2 separate regions of the Pan troglodytes genome follow, and region 2 is linked to region 1. A link is a contact called in public HiChIP or PLAC-seq data. All regions are on one chromosome and are shown on one strand. Each heading gives the region's core, a stretch centred on a gene start, on an enhancer-like site or on the middle of the called end of the contact. The rest is flanking DNA. Distances are from core to core; before and after follow the strand shown.

Region 1 (7,850 bases), core at 2,118-4,617:
GTTTCATTTATAAAAATGGGCAAATAAAATCCAACTCTTGGCTGGTTTGAGAAATGAATCACAGGAAATGTAATGGCAGGCAGCACAGTGTCTAGTATTACCCTGGTGTGAAAGCAGTCATCCTTCCCCTTATCCTAGAAAACATCAAACCCTTTGTGCAGTTCTCCAGCTGACAAAGCTATTCAGATCCAGGAGCTCAGCTGGTGAAGCCATCACCTTTCTTTGAGGTGCCTATCTCAGGGCCTCTGCGTGGGGCACTTGCTCCTGCCCTCTGCCAGCATCTCACTGCCTGGCTCCTGCCTATGCACCTTTTGCCCCTGGGTTCCCAGGGGACTGTGTGATTTAAATCAGGCCGCTCCTCCTGTTTCACTGTGTTTTTGGCTTTTCCATTGCAACACTTGTCACTGTTGATAACATAGGTCTGTGATGAATCACTGGTGCTGGTGTCCCCCAGGAAGCTGTGGGAGGCAAAGGAGCCCTGTCTGCCTGGTCCACTCCAGCACTCCTCAGGGCACCCTCAATACAGAGCTTGCTCTGAGCGCCTCACTTGCATAGGCCCCCACTGTGATGCAAACCCTCATCACTTCTCCAGTCTTTCTAAGATCATCTCTTCTTCAGATTTCCCGCTTTGCACACAGCCAGCTAACTAAACTTATCTGAAATTAGTTATTTTTAACTACCAAGCAAAATCAGTGTCTCCCCAATGTTCAGAGTCAAGAGTAGCCTGAGCCAGGCCTCCAGGCCCTCCTCGCCTCTTCTACCCACACGTGTTCTTAACGCTCGGCATCAGAAGTGCTTAGGTCCTGCAGGGCTTGCAGTTTCTCTGCCTCTGATCCACACCTTCCATCCATCTCAGTCTCTGCATGTCGGGCTGCTGCCCTCCCAGGGCCGTCATCTGCTCCCTCTCTATTCTTATTAACATTTTACTCACTCTTCACACCCTGTGCCATGATTTCAGCTTTTCTGAATAATCTTTCTCAGTCATCCTGTGCAACTCCCTAACTTCTCTAAGTTCTGTAGCCCTTATCCTTGCAACCAAGTTGGGCAATGCCTTATTTTATGCACAGAACTTTTCTTTCCCAGTTTGCAATCTTCCTCCCATTCAAAGCAGTGCATGAGCACAGCTGCCACCGAGGACGCATCTTGTGTAAAAGACAGCACTTCCGGAAACCCAGCTCTCCTGTGTGCAGCTGGTGCTCAGCACCTCCCTGGTAGGCAACAGGAACTCAACAGATTCCTTTCAACTCTAACATCCAAAAAGTAGTTTTCTTTATAGCTTCCAAGAGTGAAAAACGGGAGTGCCCTGGGAGCAGGCACATGACAGAGGGTTGGGAGGTCTTGTAAAAATATGTATATATTTCGAAGACACAGACAGAACATACACAGTTTCATTTCACACAGTGATCTGAGTTGTGGAGTTTGTGTTGTTTTACTCACCTAGACACAGAAAGTGCCCGATCTGTAGTCTGTAGCTTCGGGAGGACAAGCAGGTGAGGAGCACGCAGAGCGCGTGGAAGGTGGCCAGCCCCATGAGCCAGGGCTCAGTCCAGTCCGTCTGCTGTAGGAACACACCAGCAGACACTCACTGTCCTGCCACACAAGGCCGGGTTCACGGCCCACCCACAGCCTTCTCCCAGGGCAGGAGGCAGGGGCCTCTCACTCCTGAGTCCTCCTGGGCTACTCACCAAGTATCCAGAGAGCATTGCCAAGCCTCAGAGAAACATGGGGACAGGAAAGGGAGAAGGAACCAGGAGGATGGAAACAGGATTCTCCCCTCAGTGCAACTATAATTCATGGAATTCAAAGTTCAAGCACACAGAACTGAAGGCATCTCTGATGTGCTCCTTTCGTTTGTGGAACAGAATCATGTTTTTAAGCTGGGTATAATTAAAGGAATTACCATCCTTTACGATGATAATTGGTTATGATAATTGGTGACGACAAGGAAATTAAGTCGATTGCTCAAAGAGATGCACTTGGCTCAGCCCCAAAGGTAAAACATGAATCATCATTTCAGACTCCTTAGTCAGCACTGAAGACCTCAGGGAATCTTGAGCCATCGCCACGTGCAAGACTTGATTTTCTCCAACCTCTCTGCAATACACTGAACTCTCCAGACAGTGCCGCACTCCGCCGCCTCCCGGACTCCCCGGGACCCTGCTGTACCTGGGGACAGTGTCTGGCTCAGGGACCTGAAGTAGCCAGGCTCAGATCCACTGCTGCCCAGTCCCCACCTGATGCTCAGATGCCAATCCCAGCAGTCCTCAACCCTCCCCATCCCCTCCTTGAGCGCCCTCCTGCATAAGACAAGCCCTGCCCTCCAAGCTGCAGCCCCGCCCTGCCCTCCAAGCTGCAGCCCCGCACAGCCCTCCAGAACTCCTGTAAGTGTCACTGCTCTCTGCTGGGGACCGCAGCGGCTTCTCCAGAGCCGCGCCATGACATAAGGACACAAGCGCATCTACTCCCATCAATGCACCCACCAGAAGACCAGAGGCACGGAGGTGAGGGGAGCACGGCTTTCTGCCCAGACCCCATCGAGTGCCCATGTCACCCCTTGGCGGCCACGTGGGGCGTGGGCTCCCCTGGGATCTGTCAGACGAACCCGGCACGGCGCACGCCCCGCCCACACTGGGCAGGGTTCCTCCGTGCCACCCCACACGATCAGGCTCCACCACGCACGCCCCGCCACACTGCCAGGATCCGCCCACATGGCCCAAGCCGCGCCCGCAAGACGCTGGACTGGCCGGCGTGCACCTCCCACACGAACAAAGCCCTACCCCTCGCGCTCCGCCCACACAACTCAGCCACGCCCGCACGGTGCAGGACGCCAGCCCAGCCCAAGCCCGGGCCACAGAGCCCCGGAGCCAGCTCACTGCGCACGCTCCTCCACAAGGCCCCGCCCGGCCCCGCTCCTCCCCGCCCAACGGCCCAGGACCCCGCCTAGCGCTCGCGCCCCGACGCCCGGCCCCGGCCCCCTCCCACAGGGCCCAGGACCCCGCCCACAGCGCGCGCCCCCGACGCCGGCCCCGAGCCACTCCCACAGGTCCCAGGACCCTGCCCAGCGCGCGCGCGCTCCGCCACAAGGCCCCGCCCACGGCCGGGGCCTTCTTGGCCACAGGCCAGGTGCTCTGTGGGGCCTACCCTACGCCTCTCCGCCGTCCTCCCCCGAACTGGTGGTTAGGCGGGCCGCGAGTTACCGTGAGCACGGCTGGGATGCTGACGGGGAAAGAGCTGACAGAGAAGGCGGACGGCATGGTGTTGGGAAGCCCGCCCTCACAGCAACCGCCGAACCCGGCCTGGCCAGAATCCACAGAGGAGGGCGCCAAATCCTCTCTCGTGAGATCTGCCCTTCTCACGAAACTTGCGCTTGCTTCCTCTCGCGGTAATTTCATGGCATTGCTAGGTCCAGATATCGCGATATTTCCTGATGGTCGCTGTAATACGGAAAAGTTACTACGCTGCTGTGGGACTTGTGCTCGCTCCGCCGGGAGGCCGAGGGCGTCTTTAGTTCGTTAACAGAGGAGCAGAAGGAAGCGGGTGGAATTTAGGAGGTTTGTTTCAAAGGCTCAGGGCGCTGTACCGCCACGCCAGCCCTGTCCCACCTGGGACTCCCTAGAAGGGTCAGAGCATCAATGAGGACGGTGTCCGCCCCGAGACCCTGCAGGAGCCGGGGACATTGCCCACTCCTCGGACCCTGCAGGACTTGGGAAGGTGTCTGCTCTCGCGACCCTAAGGGCAGTGCACTCTTGGTCTGGGTCAGCTTAGGGTTATCTGTCTTCACTTTGGAGATTTACCAGATGTTCTTACGCTTCACTTCGTTGTTCAACGACAGATACAAAAATATAAAGTTAATTTTCTTCCAGCAAATTTTTTTCCCTTTATTTTAACATCTATACCCCAACTTTGAGATTTTCAAATTAAACATTCTATTATTTTAACATCATGAATTATTAAGTGTATATACTTTCATTGCATATGTTAGCTCTTGAACTAGTTTAATGTTTCTAAAAATAGTTCTAGTGGTGGACTTTTTTTTTTTTAAATAGCTTTAACCCCTCCCAGATCTTTCTTAAAATCTTTCCACAGTGTGGTCATTTCTGCTTATGCTACTTAACATGCATTCTCTCATTTCAGTGTAGAAGGTCATGGTTTCTTCTTATGGGAAAACATTTCTTTCATTGATATTTTCCTCTATTCTTCCTGTATTCAACTCCAGGAACATCCCGTTAGGTAGATAGTGCATCTTCCTCTCTTTTGTGTTTCTCAACCTTCCTCTCAAAACATCACGACTGTTGTTGCTGAGTTTGGGAAATCTCGGGCTTGGCTTTCCTGCTTTTTTTTTTTTTTTTTTTTTTTTTAAGACGGTGTCTCGCTCTGTTGCCCAGGCTGGAGCGCAATGGTGCGACCTCGGCTCACTGCAACCTCCGCCTCCTGGGTTCAAGCTATTCTCCTGCCTCAGCCTCCCGAGTAGCTGGGATTACAGGCATTCGCCACCTCACCTGGCTAATTTTTTTTGTATTTTTAGTAGAGACGGGGTTTCACCATGTTGGCCAGGCTAGTTTTGAACTCCTGACCTGAAGTGATTTACCCGCCTGGGCCTCCCAAAGTGCTGGGATTACAGGCATGAGCCACCGCACCCAGCTGGTGTGATGGTTTTCATCTGTGTCCATTCTCACTCCCCTGTGCTTGTTCAGCTATTTTCAACAGGACCTTTCAGTTACAGGGAGTAGATCTGTCCTCTTCAGTTCAGCCTGTTACTGTGTATCTCCCTGATGATATTTCGTTACTATGTGAAACATCACTCTTATTAATTTCCATGGGTTAGTTTCATCGTCAGTCCTGTCCGGTGCCTGCCTTTCTTTTGTGGTGTCTGTTTTCTTGTAATTTCTGTAATTTGGGGTCAAACTCTTTTTGCTATTAATATTAACCACAGACTGTCTATGGTCACTGGGATTTTTTCTCTTCATCTTCCCTTCAGCCGCCCCTCCCAGATCTTTCACATATTGTGCGCCCTGGCACCCACGTTTCCAAAATTGTTAAAACTCTGCCCCTCAGCAGCTTCACTCTCAGTCCCAGGACATTCATCTTCCACATTTCTCCCGCCCTGCCGTTCTGAACAACGCTAGGCTGCCGGACATTGAGACGTGAAGCTTGTGAAATGTCGCCAGTCTGAGATGTGCTTTAATTTCAAACATACACCATCTTTCAAAGACTTTGTACCAAAATGTAAAATATATTATCAACAATTGTATTATTTTGCTTATATGTTGAAATTATATTTTGGACATACTGGACCAAATAAAATATATCAATAAAATTAATCTCTTTCTCTTTGCTATTTTAATGTGGCCGCTAGAACATGGCCTGCTCTCTCTGTTGGTATGTGAATGCTGACATGGACTCTATTCCATTTACCTGGAATTTTGTGCTTCCAGAAAGGACTGGATGAAGCCCCTCCCCTCCCTTCCCCTTCCCTCGCCACCCATCCCTTCTCTTCCCTTCCCCTTTTTTTTTTTTTTTTTTTTTGCGTTTTGCTCTTGTTGCCTAGACTGGAGTGCAGTGGCAGGGTCTCGGCTCACTGCAACCTCTGCCTCCTGGGTTGAAGCGATTCTCCCTGCCTCAGCCTTCCGAGTAGCTGGGATCACCGGCGTGTGCCACCATGCCAGGCTAATTTTGTGTTTTTAGTAGACACGGGGTTTCACCATGTTGGCCAGGCTGGTCTCGAACTCCTGACATCAGGTGATCCGCCTGCCTTGGCCTCCCAAAGTGCTGGGATTACAGGCGTGAGCCACCACGCCTGGCCCAATTTTATTTCTAAAATAGCTATTTAATCCACATACAATTGGTTTTCAAGAGCTTTATTAATGGGTAAAATAAGTTTGTGAGCTGTAATGTATTCTACAAATTAAAGCCAGTACTTGATAGCTTTCTTGTTCTTTGCATTGCTCAGGTCCCAGCAGGCAGCTGATTGTTTAGATGGAGAGACCACAGGGGAGAGTTACCCGTTGCTGTGGGAGCAATGAGGAGTAATGGAGGAAAGGAGAGGAACCAAGACCAGGTCTGTGCCTTGTGACCCAGAGGCAGCCTTGGGAGGGGCGTCTGTCTAGGAAAAGCCACAGCCAGGCTGACGTGGGCAGGACCCCCTGGACCTGGCCTCCATAGCCCCATGCCAGCCGGGGTGCCAGGTGCAGGCCCCTGGCCTGGTGACAGCTCAGACAATGCCAGAAAGCCCAGGAGGGTCGGACCCTAGGGGATGGCAGGGTGCATCTCAGGAAAGGTTTAAACACTGTAGCACACCCAAAGAATGGTGTGAGCCCAGAGGTTTCATTCCTGAAGACATCACGACCAATAACTGAGATCCCTGAGATCCCTGAGAGCTGGACTCTGGGCGCCCTCAGTTTCGATATCTTGGATGCAAATCAGGCCACAGAAGTGCCCTTATCTCCACCACTGTGTTCTCCATTTATCCCCATTGAACTTGCCAAGCTCAGCAACAGCCTGCAGGACACCAACCTCATGGGCTGGGTCTAGGACCCCGGGCGGCTTCTGTGCAGGTTCCTGGTTCCTCCCTTTGTGCCTCTGGGCTGCACCAGTTTGACCCTGATGTGAAATCTGATTCCTCTGTCAGTTTGTACAATGCAGTTTACAATAAAGCATTTGACAGCAATGCTTAATTTACCATTTCCGAAGCTCTCATTCCTTTCTGAGCATTTTCAGGTGGTATCATTTCCTCTCAGACTAAAGAATTGCCATAGGCATCCCATGCAGTTCAGATCCGTCGGGGATGAATCGGCTTCATCTGAAAAATGCTCTTGTTTTGTCTTCATTTTAAAGGATATTTTTTCTGTGAATTGTTGAATACTGCTTTTCTTTCTTTTCTTTGACCACATGAGAGATATTCCACGGCCTTCTGTCTGCCATAGTTTCTTGTAGAAAAGCAGTGATGTTTCTAATCCTCATTTTCCCATAGATAACATGTCATTTTTCTGTTTTCAGAATATTCTGTTTATCTTGGTTTCAGCAGTTTGACCACGATGTGCCTAGAATTAGTTTTCTTTGTATTCATGTTGCTTGTGTTTGATAAATTTCTTGATTCTGTGAATTTATATTGTTAATTTTTAGCATTATTTCTTCATTTTTTCTCTCTCATTCTTTTTCTTCTCTTTATTAGATGAGGACTGAACATTAGACTTCCCATGATTGCAGAACTGTCCTTCGCTGCAGCTGTAAAATCACGGCAAGGCGGGATTCATCCTGGTGGTGGGTGCAGGCCCTGATTCCTGTCACTGAGCAGGGATACAGCAGGAAGCTCCACCTCTGAGCACAGCAAGGGGATTGTTCTGATTCTGAGTGTGTCTGTTCGCTAGAGTGGTGGCCACACTTCCCCGGTTCTGCAATTGTGGATAATTTAGCATGACTTGTTGGGCATTGCAAATGTCATGTCGTGGAGAGTCTGGGCTGTTATTTTTTCCAGCTGTGTGTGTGTGTGTGTGCGCACGCGTGTGTGGGATGAGACCATTAAGTTGGTTTGACAGACTGCAAACTATGCCTGTTGAACAGCAGCTGAATTCTTAATTTGGTTCTTTTATCCTTCTTGTATTTCGTGGAGTTTGCCTCACACATTCAGCGTTCAGATGTCAACTGGAGTTCTGGATGGAAGTTATACACAGAATTTGGGGTTCTCCATCTCTGATTCTCTCCTTCCTTCTCAATTTTTAGCAGGCATATTCCCAATTTCTTCAGGAGGGAAAGACCAAGGGTTTCCTGTTGGTGTTTTGGCAACTCCGCATTGCATGGCGTCAGACTCACCCTAAGCTAAAAACCATAAAAACCCTCTTTCCCTTTGTTTC
Region 2 (7,850 bases), core at 2,978-5,477, 410 kb before region 1:
TTGGGGAGAAAAACAAAAATTCCTTCACAGCTTTGTGTTACAGAAAGATAAACTCCAAATTCATTGAAGATTTAGAGTGTCAAATATCAAATTATAAAAGAACCAGGAATTATAGAATTTTTTTTCAATTTCATAGTGGAAAAGACCCAAGTATGGCAACAAAATTTCTATATTTCTATATTTTTACATGATCAGCAATTATTTGTACAACGTACAAATACATTGTAAAATACAGGAAAAAGTACAGATATGAAAATATGAAGGATAAAAAGCATCTATAACATTAATACTCACCAATACTACTGTCTGCATTTTGATGTATGCTTCAATTGATTCCTATTGCTAAACATGTAGACTGATTCCACTTTTAGCTTTTATAGCCATTACTATCAGGTGGTAATTATCTTGGGAGAGATGCTCTAGATGCTCAATATGTTTTAATTACATTTATACATATATCTAGATGCTGGATACATTTGAATTAGTTCACTGGAGTGGAAACTTGTTCTTTCTGCTGCTGAATATTTCATCTACTTTATTTCAGAGGCAGCACAACTTGTCTGCTTACATTGATGCTGCAGCCATAGTATCTGGAGTGGATTGGGTGACCCGAGGCTGCTGTATCAGGACGACATTCCTTTTTGTGCCACAGCAGGGCTTTATAACCAAAGCTGGTCCAATACCAGCATCTGATGGGGGACTTGTATAGGAGCTGCCAGAATAACTTTTTCCAAGGCACTTCGGTTTCCACTTGCTGTGGGATTTTTGTCTCCACAAGGGGAGAGTCTGAGAGCAAAGCCTTCATAGGGGAACCTGGCAGGAGGTGGAGAGAGCACCTGGGCTCTGCAAAGCCAGACTGAAGTCACAAGCCGCTCTGGACTTCTTCGTCAAATGGACCAGCAACATCTTTTTCTGTTAAAGCAATTTAGACTAGATTTTCTGATACATGCAACTGAAGCACTGTAAATAATACATGAATCTTATCCCCTCAGAAGACTTTCTACTTTGAACTCTCTCAACCAAGCAGTATTAGAGCAAATAAGCAAATTCCTCAGTTGAGAGTTAATCTTGCAAACATCCTGCTGTAGGGAAAGGTCATGGCCTGATCTGTAAACACGGGAAGAGAGCCATTGGACTTGGGAATCAGATGCAGCCTCACACGGCTGCAGACCGCAAGACTCATCCTAGACACAGCCTATGTCACTGTGATCCAGCTGTTGACAAGGCTGGTCACAGTGAGGACATCTTCAGTGTGTCAGCTGAACTACAGAAAATGTTACAGATTCTAATCAACTTCTGATAAAATCATGCGTGGTCATAGTTACATGCAGTGAATTTTTCTCTCAGAACAAAAAGAATATGCAAATAAAAATTTAGACATAAGCCTCAAATCCCATCCTCAGCATCAAATGATGGCTCACCCATTTTTCCTCTGCTGTACCATAAGGCATATAGAGCATGACCTGATCAGAGTGCTGATGTCCCATTCTATCATACTGATGAAGACACAGGTCATTACTAATGAAGCCTCTTAAACCTCACATCATGGTTAGCATCTGCACTCTCATAAACGTCTTAAGTCCCTTGAATCAGGCAAAATCTCTATAAATATTTAAGTTTTTTCTAAAAAAAGAGTGGCTGCCAAACCTCAAGCTAAGAAACTTTCAAATAAAGTTTTCTTTAAAACAAAAGTTAAAATGTTTGAAATTTTCATAGTAACACATTTTTTTTTTAAATTAGAAGGTCTTATAAAATACCGGAAAGACAATTTTTACTTTGGAAACCTCAAAAGCATAAATCAGCTTAAGATCTGGAAATAATTTTAGGTATTGATCGCAGTTCTATAAACTCAATGCTAGAGTCACTGGGGACAAACAGGGACATGAGAATCCTACTCGGAGTAAATTGCCACCTGAGGTGAGAGAGCTGACTACGGTTTCCAATCTAGTTGTACACGGAGGGTCAGGAATGAAAGCAAGAAGACCCAAGGGCCCCTCTCCACCACTTTCCTTACCAGAGTTCAGATTCCCAAACTTTTGCTTCCCTTATATTATTTTCTTCAATGGACTCTAATTATGAAAGGAATACTTACAGGAAAGCAAGCTTACTAAATTTGGTTTTCCAAGTTCTTACTGATTACATATTAATCAAATTATTAAACCTTATACTTTATGTGAAATGGAGGTTAACTCATTAAACTGATAAAATTCCATCTAAGATCAAAGGAACTAGAATGCTGCTAAAGGTATATTTAGAATAAACTAAAGAAATCTTAGCCTAAAGAAAGTGTATGTATCTAACCTTTAGAGAGGCTTTCAAATGTTGCTTTAAGCTACTTTTATTAACAAAACTGCATTTTGAACCCCACTGCTTGACAACTATGGCCTTTGTTTCTTAAGTCAATTCTTACCTTTCTGTGGCCTTGGTTTAATTACTTCCTTTGTTTTAAGGACACAAAGCTTGTCAGTTCTCAAAATAAAAACCTGTCTCTCTGGTCAGATCATTAACTCCCTAGTCAAACTTTCAGACTACCGTCTGAACATCAAGTGCTAGCCTGAGCTTGTTTCCAGTCCCCCAACCCCAGGCTGTGGCTGGGGAAGGAAGAGGACAGAGAAAGCTTTCTCTGCTCCCTCGGGAGACAGGAAAGCCCTTTATTTATTCCTGCCCTTCCTCTTCTCCAACTGAAGAGTGTGATCTTGGTACAGAGCAGTTCCACACATGCCACACTGGTCTGATCTTTTAGAGTAAAAAATGGGATCTTCCCAGAGAAAATTTTTTTAAAAACTTCATGTGCTTAGGTCTCAGAGCAGAGAATTTTGTCTTATCATGACGCCACTCACTGGCAAATAAGCTGGCGTGCACAGGGACTTGTGAGGCTCTCAGCAGAGTCAGGGTAGCAGTTACTTCCCTTTGACTGCATCAACTTCCTATGTTTGTGTTGACATGCCAGATCCTTATTTCTGCGGAATGAGAAATCTCTTGAGAATAAAGTTTTCCTAAACAGAACAAAAGTATCAAATCACTTTTGATGAGCAAACATTATTTTAAACTTTTTTTTAACTTACAAAAGATGAGGGGTAACATTTACTAGTTTTACAGAAATTTTATTTAAACAGAACATTAGTGAACCAAATAACCAATTCTCCTCAAACATGATAGACAGGATGGAGGTTATCACTTTGATCATTTTAACCTCCAACATAGTAATTTGTAAACATCAGTCGCTGCACAAGTATTTTAATAACAGGCCAGCCCATGGGAGTAAACAGCACCTTAGCCTCGAGACCTGTTCTCTCAACTGTGTGTACAGATTTTCTAAGTCGTTATGAATTCAGATATTCCCTACATCTCAATAAAAACACCTAGGAGAACAAGAAATCAGGACATGCATCTCCTGTAAGCAGAAGAGAAACCGAGCACCTGCTCTCTTGCGGGGGGGCAGCTTCGTGTCACTTTCCAACTCAGCCTCCACGGGAGCACGGGCATATTGGTTCAAATGAAGTGTAAAGGACACATCTCTGTCCACAGTGTAAATCCTATTTCCTTAAGGTGGTCAACCGATTGAGACCAGTTCCACACTTCCTTAAAGAAGGAAAAACTCAGCAGCCAGCGCCAAGGCCCAGCGATCAGAGAGGACCCGTGCTCGCCGCGACCCCGCGCTCGCCCTGTGGCCCCGCGACCCCGGCGCCAGGTGTTGGGGGGACCGGCCCTTCCCTTCCGGGTGTGAGGGGCTGGCCCTTCTCTTCCAGGTTGGGGGGCTGGCAAACTCGAACCTCGCCGGCGCCCTAGCCAAGGCCTCCTCCCCGCGCCTGCCGCGGGTTCCACGCGCATTCCAAGCGCGCGCATCCGACCCAAACTTCAGAGACGCTTCTGTGGAACGGAAGGATGGTCGCTGACACCTGGCCGTTCAAATATCAGGAAGTTAAAAATAACACGACCATCGTCAACATTCCAAACTTCGGAATAGCTTTTCTAAAAATGGAAAAGACGGTGGCTAAACTTCAATCAAAATCGCTGTGGTCAAGAAAGTCCTGGAAGCTGCTCTATCTTAACTTTGGGCGGTTTGCGGTTAACAGACGCGCGACCTAGAAACCCCAGAGGCATCGCCGGTTTTCCCGTCCTCCTCCTCCCACCACCGCCCAGCTCTTGAGAGGGGAGGGTGCTGCCGGACAGGTGGGCCCCCGGGTACTCACTGCTGCCCGCCCGGCCGCGGCGCCCCGTCCCGAGGCTGCCCAGGAAGAGGAAGGCGCGCTGCCCCGCCCCGCGGACAAGGAGGCCCCAGCGAGGGCGTACCTGCGGCAGGTGACGAAGGAGGCGGCGCAGAACACCCGCCGTGTACGTTTCGCGGGACAAAAACCACGCGCCCGCCGGGCCGCGCTCGGGCCTTCGCCCCCAGGGACTTCGGAACCGCCCCATCCTCAAGATCGAAAAGCCCAGGGCCTCGCGGCGGCTCCAAGCACGGTGTTGGGGGTGGGGGTCTAGGGGGCGCCCAGGCCCAAGGCCGCCCTGGTCCGGCGTGGACCCCGCGGGGCTCAAGACAGGTTCCCCTGCCTGACCCGCCCAGCCCCTCTATGCGAACTCGAACGACACGCACCACAGCCCGCCACGTACGCGAGACTCGCGCTGTGCCCCAACCCAGGTGGGCCGCCCGCGGAGCCGCGAGGCCTGAGCCCGCCCTGCAAGTGACCCGCGGCCCTTCCTCCTCCAGGTACCCCTCTCCTGCGGCCCCGTCCCCTATAGGTAACCTTTACCTCCCGCGGCTCCTTCCCCTCCAAGCGACCCGCAGCCCCGCCCCCTCCAGGTGACTCCCCCCCCAAGCCCCGCCACCACACACACACACCCCCTCGCCTTCCGCGGCCCTACTCCCTCCAGGTGACCCCACCCCCGCAGCTCCTCCTCCTCCGGACAACCTGCAGCCCCGCCCCTGCAGGTGACCGACGGCCCAGTCCCTGCAGGTGACCCGCGGACCCTCCCCGCCCGCCCTACGACCGTCACAGGACCGCCTCCGCAGGCGCACCGGAGCCGATTGCGCAGGCGTGGCTCTCACACGCGCTGCCCTGTTGGCGTTGGTGCGGGACTGCGCAGGCGCGCGGGGCAAGAGGCTGGCAGTGCGCCTGCGCCGCGTTGGCGTGCGGAACGCCGCGGTGTCTGGGCGCCTCTGCGCGCGGGAAGATGGCGGAACAGGCTACCAAGTCCGTGCTGTTTGTGTGTCTGGGTAAGAGGGCGCCGACTTACTCATGTTCTGACGTCCTCTGGAGAGTTGGATCGGGCTTGTGCGCTGTAGGTTGTGCCGCCGGGCTAGGAACCATGAGGGGGAGGAGGCCAGGGACTGGGAGGCCTAGGGTGTTCTAGGAGTGTTCCGCAGCGCCCCTGTTCCCCATCCGCCCCGTGCACCCGCCCAGCCTGCCCGCTAAACCTGGGTCCCCTCGCGCCTGCCATGTATCCGAGGCTCTTGGCATCTGCAGCCACAGCCCCTACAAGCCAAGGTACTTTCTTTGCGACTACTAGAATCTCTCTCGTTCCCCTCCAATGGGCCCAGGTAGGCCTGGAGGTTGTCGGACTGATGTGGTCTCTTAGGGGCCTCCTGAGTCCTATGACAACATTGTTTTGTTTGCTAGTTTTCTTAGCCCATGCTTAGATATGGATTTGAGTTAAAGGGAGATGAAGTTTTACGGTTTCGGGTTTCTTGATTGTAAAAGCCAAGCAAAGGAGACCTGCAGGTCCCTATATAACTTTGGCCCATGAAAAATGAAAGTGTATTTTATTAATGGCTTTTCAGGAACTTTCCAGCTTAAATTATTTTCACTCCTAGAATTTCAACACTTAGCTTGCCTTACTTCAAACATAATTTATTTTCCGTTTGGTCTTCAGGGATCTTCCTTTGGTGTAGCACTACAAGGTTATATTCCTCGGTGCCTCCACCCTGAGAGGAAGGCCTAAATTGTCAGTAGTCCGGTTACTTAAAACCTTCTGTGAGTTTGCATTTCCTGCAAAGTTTCTGTTTATTTTTACAGACTCCTCACTTTATCTCCTGTACCTTTTCCTGCTCACACCCTCAGGACACTGCCTTCCAGAACCTTTCGTTGTTCGGTAGCACTTCACATGCTTACTGAGCCTTCATCGCTGGGTGCCCATTATGCATTTTGCCTGGAAAGCCTTTTTATTTTATAAAGTCAAACCTAAATATTTCCTCCTTTGCTTTCCCAGATCATGAGTTGCTTCCTTATCGACATCTTTTATTACACAAATTTTACTATAATTTGTGTAATATAGTAAAAGATGTAATATAGAAAAGGTGTGATTCCTTATCGACATCTTTTATTACACAAATTTTACTATAATTATTTGATAGTCTGTTGAAATCCCAGCTGAGTTTAATTTTGTCGATGGCAATAACTGTGGCTTATTTTTCATTTTGTTTCCAGCTTTAGGACAATATATGATAAACGCTGACTAGGTTTTGTAGAAGTTAACTTCTGTGAAAGACGAATTAGAAGGCTTATCTTGTTTCACATTGGTAGTGGGCATCATTTGATTTTTAAGACTCATTGAAGGCTGAATGATGAAATCAATAAGTTTATTAAACAGTAGTTTGGTTAAGGATGGTTACTAAATAATATTCCATTCCCTTGTATAGTTTTGGTTGGTATTGTCGATTATGCTGGTATAATGCATCATGGTTGCTGTTAATGGGGAAGTGTATCCTTGCATATACAGTAGTCCCACTTTAGCTGTAGGGGATACATTCCAAGACTCCCCAGTGGATCCCGAAACTGTGGGTAGTACCAAACCCAATTGCTGTCAATTGGAACATGTGTCTGCTCGTTTCTTACACCCATAAATGGAATACCGTTGCCACCTTAACTAAGCATTTAAAACTGTGGTCGCAACTTTTGCAGTTCGAGGCAAGACAGCAGACGATCAGGAATTTCTTTTTCCTTGTTTACATTTTCATGGATAGAAGATTTGTTCGTACTGTAGATCTTAGTAACCTCGGTATAAGTTTTTTTTTTCTTTCCATAAGAAGTCAAAAACTTTCACCTTTTTACTTAAGGGTAGTGCTTATGGCTTCTCTTTGCCGTATCTGAATTGCTAGCTTCACTACTCTTATGATTTGGGGCCATTATTAGTAAACTAAGGGTGACTCGAACTCAGGCACTGTGATAGCATCACAATGGATCTGATAAGCTAGAGGGCAATAGGTGGATAGACAGCATGGATATGCTGGACAAAGGCATGTTTCACTTCTGGGGCAGAATGGAATGGGATGGCATGAGAATTTATCCTGCTACTCAGAACAGTGCACAATTTAAAACTTAGGAATTATTTGTGGAATTCTTCATTTAATATTTTCCAACTGAAGCTGACCATGGGGTAACCATGGAAAGCAAAACCTTGGAAAAGAGGGGACTATTGTATTTCAATACAATTCAGTGATTTTTTGTTGTTGTTGAGCGTCTACTATATGGCATGCACTCCTCTAAGTGGTGTGGTGAACACAACAGACAAAAATCCCAGCCTCTCTGGAGCTCACGTTCTCTCAGTCACCAGCAAGTATTAATTGATGTGCTCAATCGGTTGATGTGAAGATTAAGAAAAATAGAGCAGAAAAGGGGAATGGGAGTGGAGTGCAGTTTTGAGTGGGATGGTCAGGGAAGGCCCCACCTGATAGATGACTTTTGAGTAAAGACTTGAAGGAGGTGAGGAAGCAAGCCTAGGATATTTTGGAGAAGCATCCTGAACCCAGAGGAAAGCAGGTAAAAGTTTTGAAGGGAGAATACTGGCCATGGTCATGAACCGCAGGGAAGCTGCAGTGGCTGGGCCTAGTGGCCAGATAGTTTTTCTCAGTC

What was found. HiChIP or PLAC-seq counts read pairs in DNA pulled down with a chosen protein or histone mark.
Region 2: an H3K4me3 HiChIP or PLAC-seq map of stem cell-derived excitatory neurons shows a contact between it and region 1, with 3 times the contacts expected there. The contact joins the promoter of SH3YL1 here to the promoter of TMEM18 in region 1. A contact is called at or near these places in 1 of 7 Hi-C or Micro-C datasets (stem cell-derived neural progenitor cells) and 1 of 1 datasets of contacts at active chromatin or transcription factors (stem cell-derived excitatory neurons).

What each region holds. Positions count from the first base shown.
Region 1 is chr12:122,178,363-122,186,212 of NHGRI_mPanTro3-v2.0_pri, reverse strand. TMEM18 (transmembrane protein 18) reads right to left here and starts at 3,367. Exons shown (of 5, transcript XM_009441890.5): 1 at 3,198-3,367; 2 at 1,438-1,558. The coding sequence starts at 3,254. LOC104004840 (a long non-coding RNA gene) reads left to right here and starts at 3,425. Exons shown (of 3, transcript XR_677884.5): 1 at 3,425-3,551; 2 at 5,951-6,058; 3 at 7,172-7,850.
Region 2 is chr12:122,584,596-122,592,445 of NHGRI_mPanTro3-v2.0_pri, reverse strand. It overlaps SH3YL1 (SH3 and SYLF domain containing 1), which reads right to left and starts at 4,227. Exons shown (of 9, transcript NM_001251864.2): 1 at 4,194-4,227. The coding sequence starts at 4,194. It overlaps ACP1 (acid phosphatase 1), which reads left to right and starts at 3,701. Exons shown (of 7, transcript XM_016945952.3): 1 at 3,701-4,708; 2 at 4,931-5,215. The coding sequence starts at 5,173.